Regions from separate parts of the Mus musculus genome. Here regions 2, 3, 4, 5, 6 and 7 are each linked to region 1. Evidence: chromatin contacts called from public ChIA-PET, Hi-C and HiChIP or PLAC-seq data. All regions are on one chromosome and are shown on one strand. The core of a region is the stretch at or near the end of the contact, and the rest is flanking DNA. Distances in the headings are between cores, read along the strand shown.

Region 1 (2,902 bases), core at 359-2,858:
GTTAGCTTTGTTCGTTATTTTTGCTTTGTAGAGGAGTCTGTTTATACTCTGAGTCACTGGGATGGGATTCACAGTCACAGGCAAAGGAGACAGTTTTATTCTCTTCCTAATCCAGACTGGAAAGGACAGAACGCGTGGGGAGGCGGGTGGGAGAGAGAGATGCAGACCTCTTGATAGCCTATGGTTCAAGGACTCACTTTTGGTTCTTTATCTTCCGGGATGGTAAGATGAGCCTCCAGTCAAAACCCTGCGTCTGTTTTCAGAAAGTCCTATCTGACAATTCACACACACACACACACACACACGCACACGCACACGCACACGCACACGCACACACACACATGCACAAAGATGTTATTTTTTGATTCAGTTTATTATAAAAAAAAACTTGATACTTTCTGAAGTGCTTTCTAACATTATCTTTAGATAATATGTGGGTACTTAAGTATTGTATATTAATGATAAATGATGTATAGGTCACCTTTTCAAATTAATTTCAGAACCAATTATCCTCTTGTTTCTCCTCTAGCTCCATACACACACACACACACACACACACACACACACACACACACACATATATATATTTTAAAGTGGTGTGTATTGCATCTGATGACCAACTAAACTCTAAATATTTATTTCCATCTGGTAGAGTTCAACTTCTGCCTCTTGTTTGCTTTCTTCTTCCTGCCTGGACTTCATTGTTTTCTCTCCCTTCTCCTACTTTAAGAGAGTTGGGTTAACCCTATTTTGGGTCTAATAGTTTTAGCAGGCTCATGCTTTCCTTTTTTTCTAGGCTGTTTACAACCGTCTTTGCCAGTAAATATGGGTGTCTATGCTTAACACTCTCGACAAGCTTAAAGTTTTATCTTATGTGTCAACAGCAGCACAACTCTAAAGTTCTGACATCACTTGAACTAGAAAAACGAATTTGTTGTGCCTTTCTAAAATACATATGCAGATTTTTATGAGTTTCAAGGCTCATCTTCTCCCCCCCCCCAGCCCCCCGGGGTTCTGCAAACCCTAGGGGCAATGGCTTGGATTAAGCCGCAGGATAGCTCCAGGGAGCGAGTCCTTCCTTCCATTCCCTAGCGGAGCCTTAGTCTCCGCCACCGCACGCTCCTCCCGCCAGGGCTGCCAGCCAAGCCGGCTGGAACTGGGCTCAGATGTAAACATGGGGTACGCAAAGGACTGGGGCTGCGGAGACCGAACCTCAGTCCTGAGGTTCCAGCCACACCGCAGTAAGTGAGGAACCCGGAGCCCGCTCGGGGACTGGAGGGTCCCCGCTGGCCCGAACCGGGGGCGGAGCTAGCTCGGGGGCGGAGCTTTCACACGCGCCTCCTTGGCTTCTTTCTCCGCCCTCCACCGCTCCGGAGTCTCAGGCTGCCACTCGGGGGGTTTATTTGTTTACAAGCAGATTACGTCAGCTCCTCCCTCTCATCCCGGCCTCTGGGCACGCCCCCTGGCGGCCTTTCTCCCGCCCCCTCCAGCCCCGAATCTGCCTGCGTCACAATGGTGCGATCTCCGGATTGGCTGGCGTCCGCCCTCACGCCCCGGGTACGCCACTTCCTTTCCGCAGCCCTATAAAATGAGCTGCACGGCGGCGGCAGCTCTTCGCCCCTCGGAGCTGGAAATGCAACTCTCGGGATCCTCGGAGGCTACCGAGCTGGAGGCGGAGGCGGCTGGGGAGGTCCGAGCGATGTGACCAGGCCGCCATCGCTCGTCTCTCTCTGTCTCTCCTGCCGCCTCCTGGCTTGAAAATAACTTTTTTACTCTAAAGGAAAGAAAAAAAATCCCCTAGAACCAGTAGCCGTCCGCGCCTCGCGCCCTCGCTTCCTCTCGGCCGTCGGGTCTGGGCGAGAGCCCGGGGTGGCCGCTTCGCCGTCGGGGCCGAGCCCCGGCCGCCCCGGGCCACCCCCGGCCGCCGCCCCCATGCATCCCTTCTACACCCGGGCCGCCACCATGATAGGCGAGATCGCCGCCGCGGTGTCCTTCATCTCCAAGTTCCTCCGCACCAAGGGGCTCACGAGCGAGCGACAGCTGCAGACTTTCAGCCAGAGCCTGCAGGAGCTGCTGGCAGGTGAGCGGGGCGCGGGGACCGTCGCGGGTCGCCACTAACGGGCGCGTCCCGGTCGTGGCTGGGGGAGGGGGGGGGAGCTGGGCGGCGGGGCGCCGCGACACGCACAACAAAGGATCCGAAGCGGGGCGACGCGGAGCTGCGCCCCGACGGCTACCGGCCGGTCGCGGGGGACAAAAGACCCAGGGCCCGGAGTCCCGTCGGTCTCCTCTGCCGGGTCGCCGCGACCGTTGCGAGAGTCTGCGGCTGAGCCCCTGGGTGGCTTGTCGCCTCTGTGTTTCGGAGCCGGCCCGGGACGGACGTGCCAGGTCTCCGCACCTCCTGTGCCTCTTGCCCATTAATCATCGGATTTGTCACCGGTACAATTACAACCCAACCCAGATCTTGGTTTAAGGTTTCTTGGGTTTTCTTCCCTTTGGGGTTAACTGGCCATAGTGGCGTTGTCTTGCCCCCACCCCCCACCAGTTCCATAAAGTCTATTGTATGGGACCCCGTTGGGGTGGAGAAAGTAAACAGGTTCCCGCCCGCTTGCCTGTGCCATCCAGCTAGTTGGCCATCCAGGGCTGCGCGCGGGATTCCTGTTTTGGCGGCTCAACCGGTCAGTACCCGGACAGTGTTTGCCACAGTGTCTTTGCTTTCTCTATTCTGTCTCACGACAGCGAATTCGGTCCCGGACATTTGTGAAAGTTGGTGGTTTTCATTTTCGCTTCGCTAAGAAGCTAGCAGCAGGAGGAGGAAAGTACGCTACGGTACGGCTGCGTTGACTACCGTCCTGAGCATTGTTTCTCTGTTCTTTTCTTCCACAGAACATTACAAACATCACTG
Region 2 (2,868 bases), core at 3-2,502, 250 kb after region 1:
GGGCACTGTGATCCATCCAATAGCTGACTGTGAGCATCCACTTCTGTGTTTGCTAGGCCCCGGCATAGTCTCACAAGAGACAGCTATATCTGGGTCCTTTCAGCAAAATCTTGCTAGTGTATGCAATGGTGTCAGCATTTGGAAGCTGATTATGGGAGATAGAAGAGAGAATCTCAGGTGCAATGTCTTTATTCTGGGAAATTAAATGAAAAGGGGATGTGAGGTGAGAAAAATAACTAAACTAGACTGGAGAAGAAGGTAAGATGAAATGAAGAGGCAGAACTAGCAGATGCCTACAGTAGATTAGGAACACCAGAGCCTTTCATCTTGTCAAGATGGAGGTATTGTTGGGAAGCCACATGAGCGCCAAGCGACATAGCTCCAACAAATTCAGCAGAGGCCAAGAAGCATGTCCTTAAGTCTTCCTGTGAGATGGCTTCCAAGTGCGATGTTTGTCTGTGACTCTTATTTAAGATACCCAGGGAGCTATCAAATGTTGTCCGTAATTGATTGACAGCCACATGAAAAGAATAAATATTTCAAACTGGAATAACAGAATAGATTTCTCCTGAGCCTTAACTTAATTCCTCTTTTTAAAACTCTCTTTCTTTTTCCCTCCTCCCTTCCAGAACTGCAATTGGAAAAAAAAAAGAGTAAATATGAAGAACTACATTGAGACAGTTGTCTGATTATTTTTTTAACCTGAGAATGCAAATGGATAAAGTTTAAAAACAAGGAGCGATGTCAAACATAATCAGAACTTTATATCCTGCAATATAAACTTTTGTAAGCTCAGAGAATCAGCCAGAACAAAATGTCTAATTGGTTTAAAATTAAAGTCAAGGTTAATATTAATAAATACTTTATAATTCTTTGTAAGTTTATTTGAATGGTATTGGCTCAAACTAAATAGATGCCATTTCTTTAAAGAGAACAGTGTTTAATTAATACCAAATGACTTAGTGTGTGGAGTTACTGTTTGTTCTGTGGCCCAGGCTTCCAAGCCTGTGTTTGTGTATGTGTGTGTGTGTGTGTGTGTGTGTGTGTGAGAGAGAGAGAGAGAGAGAGAGAGAAAGAGAGAGAGAGAGAAAGAGAGAAAGAGAGAGACCCACATTTGGTAGACTTCTACAGAATGCACACATATATTTTCTTTTTGCCAAAAAGTAACAGAAGCCTTCTGAAGGCGTAAGGCTTCATCTCTTTGATAGAGCTCTTAAAACGAGAACAAGAGTGAGCCAGAGTGGACAGGATGTGGGTGTCTGACTCACAGCGCAAGGCAGCCACATGCAGGGTCAACAACCCCACCCCATCTGTGGCCTGCCCTTTCCTCTGATCTTTTCAGATATTTCATGTGATGGTTGGCTCACAAACAGTAATGGCTTCTTGGGAATGTCGGTCATCCGAACTACCTGAAAGATAAGAAGCTCCACCTTCCTTTCTTATCCTGGCCTCCTTGGTAAAGATGGAAAGATATTGTTCCTTCAGATACACAGTAGGGAGGAAAAAGATGAGGAATCCAGGTTTCCGAGCCTTCATAAGTCTGAGCCCTGTGACTCACCGACAGACCACATGAGACAGAGGCCATGTTCTTGTATGTTTTGGTGGTGTGCAACTTTTTCTCCTCTGAGACAGACAGGAAACATGCCTAATTCATTGTATAGCAGCTATATAAGGCTCTGAGGATAAATACTGACTAAATCCCAGGAGTATTTTAGTGAGGAGCAGTATGCACATGAGCCCATAACTACTTACAGAGTGGCTGAGAGGCTGCTGAGTAGTGATCAATGTCTTAGTTTAAGGGATATAAAAACAGTTATTACAATATATCATAATATAACATAATACAGTAATATATATATATATGTACATATAAGATACATACATAATGTTATAACTCATGAAGCGGTAGATGGAAAGAGAACAGAGAGGAGGAAATACTTAACAGGGAGGACTGGACTCCACTGTGTTAATTAGACAAGGCTCTGGGAGAGGAAGAGCTATGCTGGGCTGGACGCTGCAATATACTCAATGAACATCAAAAATGATGAGAGGTTTCAGGTAAAGGGAAGAGTCTTTGAAGAGCACCATCGCTGAATGTTTAAAACAAGAAAACTGAGAAAAGAGAAAGGGCTAGAGCTCTTGGAACAATGGAAGGAATGAGAAGAGAAGGAGAAAGGTATTCATTCATTTTCTAATCTAGCCTGCAGGCTGCACAGTCAGTGACCCCGAAACAATGGACAGTCAAGTGTGCTTTGCAGTGTCTCCGGTAGCCCAGGTTGGCTTCAAACTTATTCTGTAGGTGCAAACCTCATTCTCCATCCTGAAAACCCCCGAGTTCTGGTGTTCCTGGCATGTGCCACACCTAGATGGGATTATAATTTTGTTCTTATAATTTCTGGAGTTTATGTGGTTGTTGGTAAAATTCTGTTGAAACTGTGATGGAAGAAAACTCTCTCTCTCTCTCTCACTCGCTCTCTTAATCTCTCTCTCTCTCTCTCTCTCTCTCTCTCTGAGGTACCGTTTCACTATATACAGCAACCTGGCCTTCAATCACAGAAATCTGCCTTTAATGAAAGAGCTGGGATTAAAGACATATCCCACCATATCTGGCCATTTTCTTATTTTTCAGGCAGGCTTGTTGCCTGCACATAGAGCTTATAGATTTGGCCATATTATCATCTGCAAGCTCCAGGAATCTTCTTGTCTCCAACACTCTGGCGGATTACAGGCATGCACTGTTGTACCTGGTGTTTTCTTTTTAGGTGGGTGCTGTGGGGGGTCAAATTCAAGTCCATGTGATTGCATGGCAAGCATCTTATGACCTAGCTATCGCCACAGCTCTATTTCTGTAGATAATTTGGTTGGTTT
Region 3 (3,113 bases), core at 422-2,921, 170 kb after region 1:
CCATTATCCATCTCTACTTTAAACAATATAACAATGGCAGGAACCACAATATCATTCCTTTTAACTTATGTAAAAAGCCTCAAATTGGAATTACTATTTTCTTTGGGTCTAATAAATCCATCCTTGATAATTTCATACTATAGACAGATTATTGAAAGGGAATATACATTTTTTAACCGTGAAACTCTGTATACCTGAGATACAGACTTACAATTTGCATAAAAATAGGCCAAATCCCACAATGGTGTTATACTAAAACACCCTGCTTATCTATATTTGAAGAAAATTGATTTGAACATGAAACTTGCAAGGCACAAATGTCACCTGGAAAGCCCCTTCCCAATAACACACACAGATTTCATCTGCAGAGTACACATTATACCACCTGAGCCAGGAAATAAATGAATGTGTTTAATAACATGATCTATCAGACAGTAGAAAAGCCACAAGCTTATCCCAATAATAACATATAGAATCAACATAAAATTAGATGTGATTACAGTTCAGAGAGAGGAAAACAGTTCTGAAATAAAGATTTCACTTGGTTTCTCTATGTTCATAGTCCTTGTGTCTCAATTCTGAGAAAGTGAACATGAAAAGCATGGCAAAATCTGGCCACTAATTATATAATACACACTCAGTTATTCACGGGCTTTGTGATGGCTTGTTGTTTTCATGGCCAACACGAAACCTCCAGCTTAAACACATTTTGTGTTAGGCTGAAATCGAATGTAGGCTTGTTCAAGTTGCTTAACATCCTTGAACTTCTTCATCAAACTGGTAGAATTCTTAAAGAGTTTTCCGCGTATAAAAAAAAATACAGGTGGAATGTGTGGCTTGGTGTTTGATGTGCAGCACATGACAGGGAGATGGATATTATTATCATGATGGGAGAAATAACGACAACTAAGAGTCTAGAGAACTTAGTGGTGCTCTTCATTAAGTAGCTGACTGTTACCTTAGGTACTGTGGTCTCTGGGCTACAGCTTCCTCATCTTTGAACTGTCGAAGGTGGAATCATCAAGGTGAGATGTTTCTCCTTTGGGTTGTCTGAGAAAGGCTCTCAATCTGGAGCTGAGGGGTTTTGATCTGGTGATTATTTTGCTTCCACCTCCTGAATGTTGGGATTGTAAGAATGCACCACCAACCATGATTAATTCAAGTGCCTTTATAGTAATCAAATTGTCTGTCTAGATTTTGTTTCTTGTTGTTGGAATAAAACATTCTGTCTGAACAACTTAAGGGAGCAAAGGTCTATTTAGCTTAAAGTTTCAAGTCCCAGATCATCGTTTTGGGGAAGTCAAGGTGTGAACTTGAAGCTGCTCGTCACCCCCACAGTCAATAGCACAGAGAGAATGGATGCTCAGGGAACGATGTGCTTCTCTTTTAGGTTGGGTATTTTCCTATCCCTTGATACATAATTCAATCCTCAGGGTTATGCCCATAAGCCCAGGTCACTTAGACAATTCCTCACTGAGACACATCCCCAGTGACTCTAGGTTGTGTCAAGGTGACAGTTAAGAACTAACCACTGCATTCTCTTGTGTGAATGGAATCTTAGGCAAAATGCTGCTGTTTGAAAGCCATGCAAACAGAGCCGCTGAGTTGGTTAAAGTCGTAAAGTTAGAGCTTGATTACTTGTAACCACTTCCTGCGCCTGCCTGTGGCACCACAGAGCGTTAGGCAGGTGATTACAAGACACTTGAGAAGGTTTCCTGTATAATGCTGTTTGAACTGTGTATTGAGCTGGTGAGCTTTTGTTCAATGATTTATTCGCCAGTTCCAGAAAGGGACAGATGAATCTTCATAAGACTGTAACAGATGTGAACTATCAATTTTACTGGTTTAATAAATTTAATGACTGTATTAGGGTTTTGTGTTTTTGTTTTTGTGACAACTTGTGGAAGAATTTATTTTGGTTTATGGTTCCGGGGGGTTTAAGAATGGACCATGGTAGGAAGGTTTATCAGTAAGAGGCAGACATGTCAGTCAGCAGAAGCAGGAAGCTGAGAAATCCTATCTTTAAGCCCAAACATGAACTAGAGAGAACAGGCTGTAAGTGGCTCTGAGCTCTCAAACCTTACCCTCAGTGATATCCTTCATTCAGAAGGACTCCCCCTAAAGAGGGTTATATAGCCTTCCCCAACACTGATACCAGCTGCAAACTAAGTATTCAAATACTTGAGTCTATGGGAGACATTCTTAAATTCATACCACTCTGGTAACTCAATCAATTGTTCAGCACTCATAGTATCAAAGACTAAATCAATGTCCCATAATTGTTGTGTATATAGAGAAATTTTTAGTTATACCCTATACAATTATATAATTATCATAACTAGAAATATTTGAATATATATGTCTATATATATATATGTATATATATGGATGACCTGCCATTTCCTTTTCATGTGGATGATGTCATCAAATTCATATCCACCAAAAAAAGAACTCTCAGATAATCTTGTTGATAATTACTACTTTTGGGGGGAGATCCTTAATTCTTAATTGGGTTTAAAATAGTAATGTATACTGTGGGTTCTGATGTCAGTTTATCTTCAAATATCCCTTTGAGGGTGGTGCCTTTATTCTCATTTAATAGGTTTGGAAAATGTAGCTCATATTTGAGAAAGCTACTTGGAGTCACATGGTGTTTAAATATCGAAGCCCAGGTTTCCTGATTGCACTCCAGGGCGCTTTCCACGAGTGACAGGGGCAAGAGGACAATGTGCAGCCTTATCTTTTTCGAATGTGCTCTTCCTGATTTGCTGAGAGTTTTAAGCAGTTCAGAGAACTGCTCTGAACCATGCAATGACATACAGTCAATAAGCATTCAGGGCACTCTGAATTGTTCAGAGGCATAAATGGGTAAATACTCTTCACATTTTAAATGATAGTGAAAACATTTGCATTCTGATATTAATATTTATTGATTTTTTTTGAGGTTCAGTGAATAGTTTTCATGATAATTCCTCAATCTTCAGAGAAAACCTGCATTCATAAATAACAAATTATGTCATTACCCACATCTGCTCTCATTTTCTATAGGCTTCAAAATCTCTATTCATCACGGGAGCCAAAAGAAGTGGGTACCCACCGGTTTCTCCATCAAA
Region 4 (3,004 bases), core at 432-2,931, 220 kb before region 1:
AAGTAAATTTTGCTTTTCTTTTTCCCATTAATTAATTTGTTTATTCACCTTATTCACATCCCTATTGCTGCCCCCTCCTCCCTGTCCCCCCCCCACACACACACATAGTTCCTCCCCTCAAACCCCTTCTCCTCTGAGTGGTTGGAGCTCCCCCCCCCCCCCCGCCTCCAGAGTATCTCCCCACCTTTGATTGTTAAAAAGGAAAGCCAAGCACAACCTATAGAAACTCTAACTGGATCACATCCAACCCATTGGTCATTTGCCAACAGTGGCGTGGAACGCAGTTCCACAGTGATAGACTAGATTTAAAAAGTCAACATCCAAGTATCTTGACATTTTTCAAATCGGAAAATCCAACCCAATGGTAGGAAACAGAGGCGTGGAGAGGCACGGAGCTACAGTGAAACCATTTTGACCAGAAACTCAAAGGAGCTCTCATATCAGGTTTTCCCTGATATCGTTAATGATAGCACCAGGGTACCGTTCCAGGGACTGGTTTCTGCATCACAGGGACAAACCTGCCTTTCAGTGGTCATCTGAGCAGAAGGCCACAGAAATAAAAGCAACTGACTCCCTACTCCCATGCAAATTCTATCCCTCTGCCAAAATATCTCATTGCCAGTTCTGGGTTTTAGACTCCAAAAGAGCTCTGGCTGTATAACCTCACATTGTTGCTGTTAAATGTTCTATCGATCAATGAAGAACAAGAGACAGCCCGTTCTTCCTGGAGAGTAGCTACTTTAGAAATTAGTAAGGATTAGTAAACCCTTGTTTAAACATCTCTTTGGAATGGCTCCGAAAGGTTCCCGTGAAACAACGAAGTTATTGTTCACCCCAGGAGTCTAATTTCCCTGGGAATCACACTTTCCTACCTGGTTCCATTGCTCTGTGGTTGAACGTGTATTAAGTCTGACATCCATGTATAACCCAGAGGGACAAATGGGTTCCTCTTGTAAGCCCTCATTGCCACGGGCTCTATTTGTAATCAGACAATCAATATGGTTAGCATGTGCCAACTTCGCCGGCGGAGAATAAGTGAGGCTGTTTGAGCCCAGGACACTGGAGAAAGCGTGTGAGGAAGCCGTGTGAATGGGGCTCATTGTTGGCCTGGATTTTAAACGTTCTCGTTTTTCACAACATTTTATGGAGAGCTCTTAAAAGGCCTTTATTGATAGAGATACTCATTAAATGCCAGTTTTAAAAGGAGAGTTGTTGATGTAATGTCATACAATCTGCTTATGCATAAAGCCTTTTTTATTCTGGTGTTCTGACGAGTGCTTTGCCATGCCAGCCCTCCCACCACATCCCAAGACACAGAAACTCCTCCTCTAGACGAATGCTCTGAAATGCGGGGCTGTTATTAGATCAGATGCCATAGATGGCTGGACCTTTCCTGCGTGCTTGTCTTTCACTGTCAAAACCAACCCTGATTTACTCAATGCACAACCAGTAATTGAACATCTGCCATATAATGCAGAAAAACCAGAGAAAGATGGTATTGTTGTTGTTGTTGGTTGGTTTTGGTTTTTTTTTTTCTTTCTAAAGGAGCTAGTTAGATTTTACTGTGAAAAAGAGACATGCAAATTAGTTAACAGCCGTGCATTGCACCAAGCTTGAGGGAATGGGGCTGGTGAAGTCTGAAGTCAGACAGTTCAGCATGTGACTTAGGACCGCAGCTTAGGGAGGGACTGAAGGTGTGGGCGGGTGCTGGTGAGAAAGGAGAAAGGCAAGCTTGAGACAGCACACATGTGAAGGAGCTCAATGGAGCCATTCCACAACCTGTGCGTACAGCAAGCCATCATGTTACGTGCCACCAACAGATGTGGTTGTTAACTATGAAAAAAATTTACCAGGAAAAACAAGACAACGTATTAGCGATAAAAGACACCAATGAAATCCTTGGAAGGGAAGAGAAAGAGGGAGGGAAGAATAGGGGGGAAACAAGAGAGGGACGATGGGAGGGAGGGAGGAAACTGCATATACCCAGGCTCCAGCACAACTCAATTTCAAGGTGGGAAGGGCACTGAGTGCTCTCAGCTTTCCTAGTCTCCCCCTCATGGCTTTTGATGCTCAGTCAACTTTGAAAACCCTTAGCTGGGATCAGATTCTCTAGCTCTGCTGCAGATTAGAGTAACTGGGGCAGCTCCTCAAACTCCCAATGCTCAGGCCCCACCCCAGTCCCGCAGGCCAGACTCAGGTGAGTCTGGATCCCTAGCGTTTCATACACTGGGCATGGAGACACCGATCAGTAATCCCCAACAAGCAGGAGGTGGAGATGGGAGGGTTGTAAATTCAAGGTTATCCTTAGCTACAGAGCACGTTTGAGGCTAGCCTGAGCCACAGGAGAGCCTACCTCAAAAGAACAAATAGCAACAAAAGAAGACCTGCCTTCCAATATGTTATTTCCAAGCAAAAATTATTTGGAGTTCTCTTTTATTATCTACACATTTTGCCTCCTGGTCTTTGCTTCCCTACCAGAGCTTTCTAAAACAGAAAGACCTGGATGCAGATACCTCAGAATAGGGTGACACAAAGCCGGAGGAGCGACAGACAGGCAAGGGCAGCTTTGGACTTGTTTTTGTCTGGCTTAACCGGGAGGATACTGGAGTAAGACCATCTGCCCTTCAAGAAATCAAAGCCAGACACAGGAAGTGGGCGGGAAGACCCTCCAGCAGCCCCAGCTGCCTGGGCCGGGCAGCTGCACAGACCCCTGTTGTTGGCAGACAAGGCAAGGTCTTTTCAGTCTTGTGACCATCAACCCATCCCCAGTGCTGGTGGGGAGGGCACTGCCATTCTTTCTATGACTGATCGCAACAGAATGTGACAGTTGTTTGGGGTGACAGGTTTCCTGGGGGCTCTGCCTTCAACAAGAGCCATTGTGCAGAGGGCGTGTCCTGGTGCCAATGTCACAGGCAGGGGAAGACCCGAGTGGTCCTTTCATTTATATATGACAACATTTCCAAGGAACAGATGGACAGAAATCTTAAGCACTAGCCATCTTCCT
Region 5 (3,092 bases), core at 287-2,786, 230 kb after region 1:
GATACAGGGAGAAGGCAGCAGCAAAATGAGAGCTGTGCAGAGTAGGTCTGTACACTCCCGGAACGTTTGGAACCTGGGGTGAACAAGCCCTGACACAGAATGGTAGCATCAGCTTAGAATGGAGAGATTACAGACTTGATATACCCACCAGCAAGAAACTGCAACCCCTACATTTCTAGAAAAGATACAAACGAAAATGTCAGAGTAAATAGGTTGGCATTATGGAAGAACCTGGGTAGGTAGATTAAAAAAAAAATGCAGTAAGAAAGAAAAAGCAAAAGTCTCCCTCCCATTTCTGCCACTGCCTGGGGGATGTCCACAGCTTACAATTTGCTATGGTCCTCTTCAAATGTTGTCCTTGCATGGACGATCCTTATAAAATATCGCTGGTGTCTAGTCTATCATTGATACTTTGACTAAAATGTGTTATAATAAACACGTTATAGTTCTAGTACACGACTATCTAATATACCGAGCAGAACTCTTTAAGGGCCTCTGGGGGTTTTTGTTGAAAAGATGGACCCTAATTTAAAAAGCCAGTTCCCTGATGGGGGGCATTTTAAACATTCCCTGTTCTTTGCCCTGATACTATTTATGATAGTGATATTTTTACTCAAATGTGTTTTATCATTTGTACATCTATCTAAGTGGTATATGGTCAATAAGCTAAAATACTTGGGATAATTAATTTCCAAGTTTTCCTCCTAAACTTTGATGTTTCTTTATAAGGCCACGGAGATGGGAGGGTTTCTATTGTTACCATTTGATCAACTTGAAACATTGTTGCTGTTTTGGGATTTTTGCCAGTTCCATGGACCCATTGTTATCGAGTAGCTTTCATTTGCATTTCTTTCACCTTCAGGCTGAAGGTTTTTTTTTTTTTTTAAGAAAAATTGAAGAGACTCACACAAAATACATAAGTTCCTAGTTAGATGGTAATGAAAGCACAGAACTAAAGGGTGTGTTGGAGGGATTTAAGCAGAATGCAGGAACTCATTTGCATTTTCTAATCAGAAATGCATTTATTTTTCTCTTTGTCCCGCATAGTCTTCCAATTTGAATATTCAGCAGGAGAAGAAGGCTGACTGAATACTTAGACTGTAACAATAGTCGGGCACACTCCATTCTCACGACTGTGCTCTATCTTTGTAAGGTGAAACACTTCAACAGAGAAAATCTCAATTTTAAATCCGGAGGGCTCACTGCTGAAGTCCTTTCCACCACGGTGGAAACAGGAAAACTGTTCCGAGACAAATTGACCCTTGCAAAGAGCCTTGACATAGCCTGAATCCAAGCATCGTCCCCTGTCCACTATACTCCTCTCTGTCTCCCTCAGCCTTGCCAAAGCCAAGGTCAGCACATGCCCTACTTCAAGGATGGTCCTCAACATGAACTTCCTGTGTTCTCTGGCTGGTAGCACACTTTCAAAAAAAAAAAAAAAATCGGTCCTGGCACATTTGTTCTCTCACCAGGTTCTCCTTCCCCGCTCTTCCTGTCCTCCTTCCTTCTTCCCTCACAAGCCTCTCAGCACTCTTCTGGCAGAATCTTGTCTCACTGCAGGGAGCAGCTTTCTTCACCTAGCATCACCATCACCACACATTCTTCTCTTATACACCATCAAGAGGAGCATCCCCCACTTACTCCTGGCTTCATCCCTTGGTCCCCTCTCTCATATTCTCTCTCTTCCTCTTTTTATTTCTTCTCCACCTCAACCACAGGACCCGTGTTGCTCAGCCTCTTTGCCTTTGTCCTACATTAGTTCATCAGAAATCTGGTCCTTTTAGTCAACCATGAATGCCCGAGAGCATGCACTTGGATAGAGCCATGGCTATTGGTGCCAAGGCAGAGTGGTATGCATGATGAATTATGAAAGCCTTTCCTGGACAAGTTTGGAATCTCTGGTCTGCCAGGGCACTGCACCAATGAATGAGGACATGTGTGACAAATCAGAAAATCCTTCTTAGGAAACAAATGGTTGGGAAGAGAATTATGTAGATGACTACTGTGACAAACTGAAGATATGAACGTCCCCCCAGGGGTGACCTGAAAACAAGTCTCTTCTCATTTATGTTTAAGCAGAATGACTGATTAAAGGTTAGCTAATATAGTCCAGACTTGATTTCTCAAACTTCCATAACAAGTACTTTTTTTCTGTGTTTGGCTATGTACTAATGCTGTAAACAAATACTCCCCTAATTATTAGGATGCTTGTTTGCCTATCTATCCATCTGTCTGTCTGTCTATCTATCTATCTATCTATCTATCTATCTATCTATCTATCTATCCATCTGTCCATTCGTCCATCCATCCATCTGCCCACCCACCCACCTATCGATCATACTTCTTTGTTTTTTTGTTTCTGTCTGTCATCTGTCTTTCTGTCTTTCTTTTTTCTTTCCTTCAGTCTGCTCGCCCCTCCCTCCTTCCTCCCTCCCTCCCTCCTTCCTTCTTCCCTTCCTTTCTTTTTTATTTTAGCTTGGAGGGCTTGGACCTATGTCCAGCTCATGCTAGGCAAGTGTTCCACCATAGAACCACACCTCCAGCCCCATCAAGAGCGGTTGCCATCTGGCTTTTGTGGCCACTCTCCTTGCAAGTGGTAAGTTCAACTACTGCCAGATTTTCTTTGCTCATCTTTTTTTTTTTTTTTTTTTTGCTATTACAAGACTAAGACCTGGATTTGTTAAGCCAGGCATTTCTGGCTTGAGAAACATACTTGCACACATGAATGCTTCTCACATTCTTTACCACTTATGAATTATTCAATCTAGTGTTTTCCTCTGTGCACTGGATACAAAATTTCCTTCTCTCTCCTTCTTTTAGAAACAAGAAGAAAGTTTTGCCCTTTTTTTCCCCATGTATATTTCTCATTGTTAGATAATTATTATCAGGAAGAAAAATCAAATGTTATTAGCATCTATGTAGCCTGGCTGGCCTGGAATTCACTATGTAGACCATGCTGGCTGGTCTTAAACTTACAGACATCCACATACCTCTATCTCTCTGCTGGGTTTAATATTGTGTGCCACCAAGCTCAATGATTGTTATTATTAGCAGAATTTTTAGTTTCTTGATACATATGTTTTCCAAATAGA
Region 6 (3,051 bases), core at 37-2,536, 180 kb before region 1:
CAATTACATTAGGGCAGCAGGAGGCCTGTGATTGGACATGAAAAAGGGAGGTGGAGCTAAGAGTTGGAGAGGCAGAGAGCATCTCAGAGGGAGAGAAGTGAGAAGGCCAAGATGGAGGCAGACGTGAACCAGTGTGGCTTTAACCAGCTGCAGGTAGTTATGATACCATAAGGTTAGAATAATTGGGATAGAGCTTTTAATCATTATCAATTGGTTCTGAAATTATTGTATTGGCATCTTGTAAACTGTGAACTTAATGGTACATAAATCTGATTGGCTAGTTATAAGCTTTAAGAGTTTTGATTCTACCAGGTAAATGGATGTTGTGATGGCTGACTGTGGGATAGACAGTCATTGGGTGGAGCTGGCGGCAGCAATCCGCCAAGGGGCTTGGGAACTCGGGCCCAGTGCTGGTACTCTCCCCCCACCCCATCCCCACCCCACCCCCACCCCGCAACAGAGAAGGGGTACAGTTCTCACAAGACTACACAACTGCTGGTGACACTGGAACTTAAAATCAAGTCTACTGACCTCTTTTCCTTCAAACCCTGCCATCCTTGCCCATGTAGATGGCTAAGCCGTGATGGTCAATGGAGTATGCAGTTGTATTGACTGAAGAGTTTCTCTAACTAAGGCTTGGTCCTACAAGCCTGGTGGACAGAAAGATGCTGAAGTATTTTGGATTTAATTCTTTCTAGATCCCTTGGACTATACTTCCAGCCAGCTACAGTTTAAAACAAAGAACTGCAGACTATTGTATTCCATCAGAAATATAATTGGTGGGGCTGGGCTGATAGTCCAATTGATAGAGTGATTGTCCTGTATGCATGAGTCCCTGAGTACAATCTCCAGAGCTTCTAAAACAAGTAGACAAGTTTAGGTGGGTACGGTGATTACAGGTATGGGAAATGGGGAAAGGAGTTAAAAGTCATGCTCAGCTACATAACAAGTTCAAGGCCAGCCTGGGCTAACGAGACTCTGCCTTGAAACAAAATAAGACTTTTTTTTTTTAATTCATACAATTATAGGCATTCATATGAAACGTAGTCTTGTGTTGTTATAGGAATTTATCTATTGGACCATCACAGGCAAAGGTGATTTTATTGTGTAGGGTTGAAGTCATCTATGTGGAAAATAATGTTTTTAAAATTTTCAGAAGAAAAAGTGGTTTCACGGTAGGGAATGTGATAACATCTATAACACATAAATGCTGGACTCTAGACTAACACTTTGGAATACAGTTGTGAAATCCAGGAAGGAAGTGAGTAACAAGGGCCACTTTGAAATTTGTCAAACACATCGAAAGGGAAAGAAAAAAAAAGTACCATGACACCAGACACTAGCAACCACTGGAAAATATCTAACAGTTTCTTTCAATTGTCGGATAAGGGAATTTGGTTCAACAAAGACGGGAAGTGGGATACGAAGACCGACAAGCTTTCCTGCAGCCCCTGGTTTGGTCTTTTAAAGTCATGAGAAAGTGTGCCATAGCAAGGCAGGTTAGAGACTCCAATCATTGACTCAGTTAAACAAAGGTATTCATACAAGCAGGGAAAGTCCTTGTAAAAGGAGAAAGCTGCTTTTGTCAGCCATGGAAGTCTGAAAATGTTTGGGGTGTGTCCTCAAAGACTTCAGTGGCAATCTCTGGTTGGGCTTCTATTTAATCTATTTCCAGCAGAGAACTTGAGCCCTGTTTCCTCTTGGGAGTGTCACATGCCTAGCATTAGTGTTTGGGGCTTCAGAGAATCTCTAATGAACCTTTTATATATACTTTTTTTTTTCTTTTTTGAGAGTACTCAAAAAATTAGGCTGTGACAACTACCCAAAACATAATTTGTTATGCTGCTTAATTATTTAATGCACTGTTTAAAAATTTAAACATGGCCTCTGGTTGGTTGGCTGACGGAGTCCCATTAAGGTACATTTGAAACGCCTTCAAGATTATAATTATCTACTGAGTTCTTCATGGTTCAGATTTATAAATTAGATTGTGTTCTCTAAGAAAATGCCAATTCAAATATGTCAACATTAATGTTTTAAGGTATTTCTTTAAAATATTACTAGATATATAGATCTTTAAAATATTACTAAATGCCTATATCTTTAAACTTTTTTTCTTGAAAAGTAACATGAAAGTGAAATAAGGTCTAATTATCTTATTTATAATATTATTACATTCATATTATCTTTTAATTATATTATTATATACTCGTATACATCCCCTTTCTAATTCAGAAAAAGATGTTACCATAGAAATATTTGTTGACCAGCATCACAGGATCAGATCTTCACAGTAATGGCAAGAATCCAGTCCAACCCTATGTGTGACAGCTGTGTCTACTGAGCATCACAACAGAACCTCACATTGTTTTTTAGGAGGAATGAAAATAAGTAACATATTTCTTTACATGTGTTACAAAATTGGTACTTTCTAGAGGGAATGAAAGGACATTAAATCAAGTGAAATGAGCGAGGCATGGAGGCCAAAGGCCACTTGTTCTCACCGAAATGTAGAAGCGAGAAATGTTGATTCTGTAAGGTAGAAAGTACAATAGTGTGTGTTTATCATGTGTGAAACCCTGGTTAGGAAGAGAAATGGGAGAGAAGAACAAGGAAGGAGAGAGAAAGGGGGAAGGAAGGAAGGAAGGAAGGAAGGAAGGAAGGAAGGGAGGGAGGGAGGGAGGGAGGGAGGGAGGGAGGGAGGGAGGGAGGGAGGCAGAGACAAAGATATTTTCAATGTTATAGAACCAGAAGGTTCTCTAAAATGTAAAACTCAGTGAGCAGGATGATTATCTGCACATTAGCCTACTTACCTTTCAGGGGAGCTACTACATCCACAAGGGGGGTCCCCCCGGGTGAGTCTCATCTCTTATACTCTTCCACGTGCTCCCCAAATGCAGGGAACTCAGTTATAGTTCTTATCTATTTGCTTCTGGTCATCTTCCTGAATATTCCTCAAGACCAGGTTGTGTGTCTTATCTACTGATGCAGTCTCCTAGCTTGTTAGTGTAACTGACACATGATAAAACTTTAAGAAAGCCTTTGTTAGGT
Region 7 (2,752 bases), core at 106-2,605, 210 kb after region 1:
ACCAATGTTTGAGAAGATGCATTAAAACGGATCTAAACATCACACATCACACAATGTAGTCGCGGATTAATGCACAGTATGGAAACTCGTTCCCACATGCTTTTATATGTTGGATAAAATAAAAGTGAGAAAATTTTAAAGGAAGAAGAAACTGAATATATGCCACCAGCACATCTGGACTAGCACATCTGGACTAGCACATCTGGATGGTTAATATGACCTTAGAGGCAACCACTGGGCAAACCTCACTAGACGTTCTACAGGGCGTACACTGGCTTTGTTTATCGTAGCAGAACATATCAGACGCTATGACCTTTGGCTTGAACTAGAAGTAAGTCTTTACTCCGCCATGTGCTCCCCTTCCCTACATTTTATCCAACAGAATAGAATTGCCTAGATTACATTCTTATCCTCATTGGTCTGTACCAGCAACATTTGAGAGTCACTATTGCCCTGGCAATGTTCCTGGTTTTGCTCCAAGATTCCTTCCGCCTGTCCATCTTCTGCAGTGCCACCAGAGAATAGTATTTCATTAACCTAAATCATACGATGTAATTTTTCCTGCTTAAAACTGTCACATCAAGACTTTGAGTTATTATTATTGTTATTGTTATTGTTATTATTATTATTATTATTATTATTATTATTATTATTACAAGGCTTGGCTCCTGCCTACCTTCCCTTTTCTCCTGGTGTCTCAAGACTGACCTCTACCTTAAAAGCTAGTATTCCTAACTGGCATTTCCAGGACAGAGGAAACTGTCACTTCCAACTTTCTCTACTTGCAGCTTGCTTTGTCATCTTTAGGTCACAGACAGTTCATCTGACTAGTTGTCTCCAGCTAGGCCAAAGTCTCCTCATAAGTTGCAAAAGTTTTCAAATATTGTCATAAATTCCCATGTATCCAGGACACCAGAGTCTGGCCTCTGCTCTAGAAACTGCTTTACCCACATGGCTCTGTTCCAGAGACACCACTATTTTCTCCGTTTGGACATTTAGAACAAGCCCCAATTCTAAGCCTCTGCCTTGTGTTCATGGAACACCTCAAGCTAAATTTATATTTTCATGACTTTGCTTCCTTTTCTGGACTCTGTCTCGTCTCCAAATTGTCAGTGGTTTCTGCTCTTCTCATTTGAGTGGCCACATGATTATGGGAACTTCCAAGGTAGGAGAAGAGCTAGTTATTAAGATGAGGCCTGTAGAGTTGGGAACAACTTATTAGTAGCTGGGTGTGGCCCACGCAAACCTGGCTCAGAATCACAGCTCTTCAGCTTGAATTCACCCTGGGGAAGAGGCTCAGCTAGCAGCTCTTTAAAGAGCACAGGCTTCAGTGCCAGCTGTTTTCCTTGTAAAACAGCTGACCAGTTTTGCTCGGTGCAATCAGAGACTTGGGTTCCTTCCCACGAGGGAAAACCGTTGACCCATTTCAGTTAGTACTGCAGAAAAATTTCCATGGGCCCAAGAGAGGTTCTTGGGAAATAAGATAGGTATCCATTCATTGTATAAAGTGACAGGCAAGGCTTGTCATTTTTCACCATTGTAAGAAGTCAGAGGCAATAAACACATGCAGGAAATTGTGGTGGTATCTCCCCCCCACAATTGCTTCTGGAACTGTTTGTTTCTTTACAAGCTTGTTATTCACTAAGCAATCAATTTTAACTCCTCCTTTGCCCTAGTTCCTGGAAACCCCTAATCTTGCCATCTTTATAGATCTGCCTATTTTGAAAATTTCAAATACATTAAACTATACAACCTCCAACTTTTTGTGTCTGCTTCATTCATGTGAGGTATGAGTTCCAGTTGATTTGTCTGTGGCATGCACCTCCTTCATGCATTCCTTCCTTTTAGTAGTTGAATAATATTCTACTGTGTGGGCAGGCCACATTTTTTTTTTATATCCATTCATCTGTTGATGTGCATTAGGGTCATTTCCACCTGCAGGTTATTACCCTGAAAGTTGCTGTTATGGCTGTTTGTGCCCTAGGTTTTATTTGAACATCTGTTTCCAATGATTTTTGGTGTGACTAGGAGTGGAATTGGAGGGTCATATGGTTCGGGAAAAAAAAAAAGATCCTTGTTTAACTTTAGTGAGGGAACCATGAAACTTTGTTTTTTCTCTAGTGGTTCAACAATTTTACATTCTAACGAGTTACGAGGAAGGATGGGTTTGGGCAAATCCTAAGAACACCATACAAAGTGTTTATATCAATAAGTGACTCATTAAAGACATTTACATGATAAGGAAGAACATCAACTCAGATTCTTAAAGTGAGATAAAGTTATCCCTCCTTCTTGGTTGAACAGACCATGATGGCTAATTATGAGTCAGTTCTGGAAAGTTCCGAGAGCAGCGTGTCAGGGCATCTACACAGAAGATTATTGGTGTAAGGTTTTTGAAATAGCCACACGTCAGCTGTTCAGAAATACAGATTCGCACTGTCTATGGCTGAGTTCTGCTTGGCTCCAGTGACACTGTTTCTGCTGAGCTTGAAAACCTCTTAAACCTGTCATTGAAAGGTAATATGTTCTTTTCTGGCTTGAATCACAACAGGGAATTCAAACTTGTAGTTCCTTTTGGAGCCTAAAGTCATTTAAAGTCAAATCACCTATGAGGATAAGCAGGGAGCTGTTTCAGGTCTGAACCCCCTCAGCCTTCCCGGAAGTCATGCCATTGGAATGCACAAGCTTGGTCGTTATTACCTCTGGGTGGCGTTCGCCTTTGCTGTATCTGTACGGACTATATTAGCTAGGT

Evidence for each region. Hi-C and Micro-C count contacts between places; a contact is called where the count stands out from the background. ChIA-PET counts read pairs in DNA pulled down with a chosen protein or histone mark. HiChIP or PLAC-seq counts read pairs in DNA pulled down with a chosen protein or histone mark.
Region 2: a contact with region 1 is called in an HNF4G HiChIP or PLAC-seq map of pancreatic cancer cells. The contact joins the enhancer-like site here to the promoter of Btg1 in region 1. A contact is called at or near these places in 4 of 39 promoter capture datasets (the 3T3-L1 cell line, 3T3-L1-derived adipocytes and hippocampal neurons), 1 of 15 datasets of contacts at CTCF or cohesin (the NIH/3T3 cell line), 20 of 484 Hi-C or Micro-C datasets (the AML12 cell line, the C2C12 cell line, the MNK3 cell line and 10 more), 20 of 115 datasets of contacts at active chromatin or transcription factors (the 230-238 cell line, the NIH/3T3 cell line, the SCID.adh cell line and 17 more) and 1 of 9 other capture datasets (adipose tissue).
Region 3: a contact with region 1 is called in an RNA polymerase II ChIA-PET map of memory CD8 T cells, with 1,118 read pairs. The contact joins the enhancer-like site here to the promoter of Btg1 in region 1. A contact is called at or near these places in 2 of 39 promoter capture datasets (hippocampal neurons and neutrophils), 5 of 484 Hi-C or Micro-C datasets (the AML12 cell line, CD4 T cells, double positive thymocytes and 1 more) and 11 of 115 datasets of contacts at active chromatin or transcription factors (the 230-238 cell line, the SCID.adh cell line, double positive thymocytes and 8 more).
Region 4: a contact with region 1 is called in an RNA polymerase II ChIA-PET map of memory CD8 T cells, with 3,425 read pairs. The contact joins the enhancer-like site here to the promoter of Btg1 in region 1. A contact is called at or near these places in 9 of 39 promoter capture datasets (the 3T3-L1 cell line, 3T3-L1-derived adipocytes, the C10 cell line and 5 more), 1 of 15 datasets of contacts at CTCF or cohesin (pro-B cells), 25 of 484 Hi-C or Micro-C datasets (B cells, CD4 T cells, CD8 T cells and 14 more), 27 of 115 datasets of contacts at active chromatin or transcription factors (the 230-238 cell line, CD8 T cells, the SCID.adh cell line and 19 more) and 3 of 9 other capture datasets (adipose tissue, liver and macrophages).
Region 5: a contact with region 1 is called in a Hi-C map of cerebellar granule neurons, with 4 times the contacts expected there. The contact joins the enhancer-like site here to the promoter of Btg1 in region 1. A contact is called at or near these places in 2 of 39 promoter capture datasets (the C10 cell line and liver), 9 of 484 Hi-C or Micro-C datasets (brain, cerebellar granule neurons, cerebellum and 4 more), 8 of 115 datasets of contacts at active chromatin or transcription factors (the SCID.adh cell line, bone marrow-derived dendritic cells, craniofacial prominence and 5 more) and 1 of 9 other capture datasets (pancreatic islet).
Region 6: a contact with region 1 is called in an H3K4me3 HiChIP or PLAC-seq map of bone marrow-derived macrophages, with 2.5 times the contacts expected there. The contact joins the enhancer-like site here to the promoter of Btg1 in region 1. A contact is called at or near these places in 4 of 39 promoter capture datasets (the 3T3-L1 cell line, 3T3-L1-derived adipocytes and the C10 cell line), 2 of 15 datasets of contacts at CTCF or cohesin (CD8 T cells and the NIH/3T3 cell line), 4 of 484 Hi-C or Micro-C datasets (B cells, bone marrow-derived macrophages and nephron progenitors), 9 of 115 datasets of contacts at active chromatin or transcription factors (the 230-238 cell line, CD8 T cells, the SCID.adh cell line and 5 more) and 1 of 9 other capture datasets (adipose tissue).
Region 7: a contact with region 1 is called in an RNA polymerase II ChIA-PET map of memory CD8 T cells, with 646 read pairs. The contact joins the enhancer-like site here to the promoter of Btg1 in region 1. A contact is called at or near these places in 7 of 39 promoter capture datasets (the 3T3-L1 cell line, 3T3-L1-derived adipocytes, hippocampal neurons and 2 more), 1 of 15 datasets of contacts at CTCF or cohesin (the NIH/3T3 cell line), 28 of 484 Hi-C or Micro-C datasets (3T3-L1-derived adipocytes, the C2C12 cell line, adipose-derived mesenchymal stem cells and 15 more) and 13 of 115 datasets of contacts at active chromatin or transcription factors (the NIH/3T3 cell line, acute myeloid leukemia, bone marrow-derived dendritic cells and 10 more).

Annotation. Positions count from the first base shown.
Region 1 is chr10:96,615,393-96,618,294 of GRCm38.p6, forward strand. Btg1 (BTG anti-proliferation factor 1) reads left to right here and starts at 1,609. Exons shown (of 2, transcript NM_007569.2): 1 at 1,609-2,080; 2 at 2,884-2,902. The coding sequence starts at 1,933.
Region 2 is chr10:96,870,414-96,873,281 of GRCm38.p6, forward strand. No RefSeq gene overlaps it. Among named protein-coding and RNA genes, the nearest start is that of Gm46240, 29 kb to the right of the region's middle. Within about 2 kb of position 1,253, at least 84 of the 459 cell types and tissues checked have an H3K27ac peak or open chromatin away from gene starts, as enhancers often do. A contact at or near this core is called in the C2C12 cell line, the MNK3 cell line, the NIH/3T3 cell line and 15 more, where this site is marked.
Region 3 is chr10:96,785,745-96,788,857 of GRCm38.p6, forward strand. No RefSeq gene overlaps it. Among named protein-coding and RNA genes, the nearest start is that of Gm33897, 72 kb to the left of the region's middle. Within about 2 kb of position 1,672, at least 51 of the 459 cell types and tissues checked have an H3K27ac peak or open chromatin away from gene starts, as enhancers often do. A contact at or near this core is called in the SCID.adh cell line, double positive thymocytes, effector CD8 T cells and 2 more, where this site is marked.
Region 4 is chr10:96,397,075-96,400,078 of GRCm38.p6, forward strand. No RefSeq gene overlaps it. Among named protein-coding and RNA genes, the nearest start is that of Gm33782, 89 kb to the left of the region's middle. Within about 2 kb of position 1,682, at least 102 of the 459 cell types and tissues checked have an H3K27ac peak or open chromatin away from gene starts, as enhancers often do. A contact at or near this core is called in B cells, CD8 T cells, Th1 cells and 15 more, where this site is marked.
Region 5 is chr10:96,846,140-96,849,231 of GRCm38.p6, forward strand. No RefSeq gene overlaps it. Among named protein-coding and RNA genes, the nearest start is that of Gm46240, 54 kb to the right of the region's middle. Within about 2 kb of position 1,537, at least 15 of the 459 cell types and tissues checked have an H3K27ac peak or open chromatin away from gene starts, as enhancers often do. A contact at or near this core is called in cerebellar granule neurons, cerebellum, muscle stem cells and 1 more, where this site is marked.
Region 6 is chr10:96,434,030-96,437,080 of GRCm38.p6, forward strand. No RefSeq gene overlaps it. Among named protein-coding and RNA genes, the nearest start is that of Gm33782, 130 kb to the left of the region's middle. Within about 2 kb of position 1,287, at least 22 of the 459 cell types and tissues checked have an H3K27ac peak or open chromatin away from gene starts, as enhancers often do. A contact at or near this core is called in adipose tissue, bone marrow-derived macrophages and microglia, where this site is marked.
Region 7 is chr10:96,821,161-96,823,912 of GRCm38.p6, forward strand. No RefSeq gene overlaps it. Among named protein-coding and RNA genes, the nearest start is that of Gm46240, 79 kb to the right of the region's middle. Within about 2 kb of position 1,356, at least 60 of the 459 cell types and tissues checked have an H3K27ac peak or open chromatin away from gene starts, as enhancers often do. A contact at or near this core is called in 3T3-L1-derived adipocytes, the C2C12 cell line, beige adipocytes and 5 more, where this site is marked.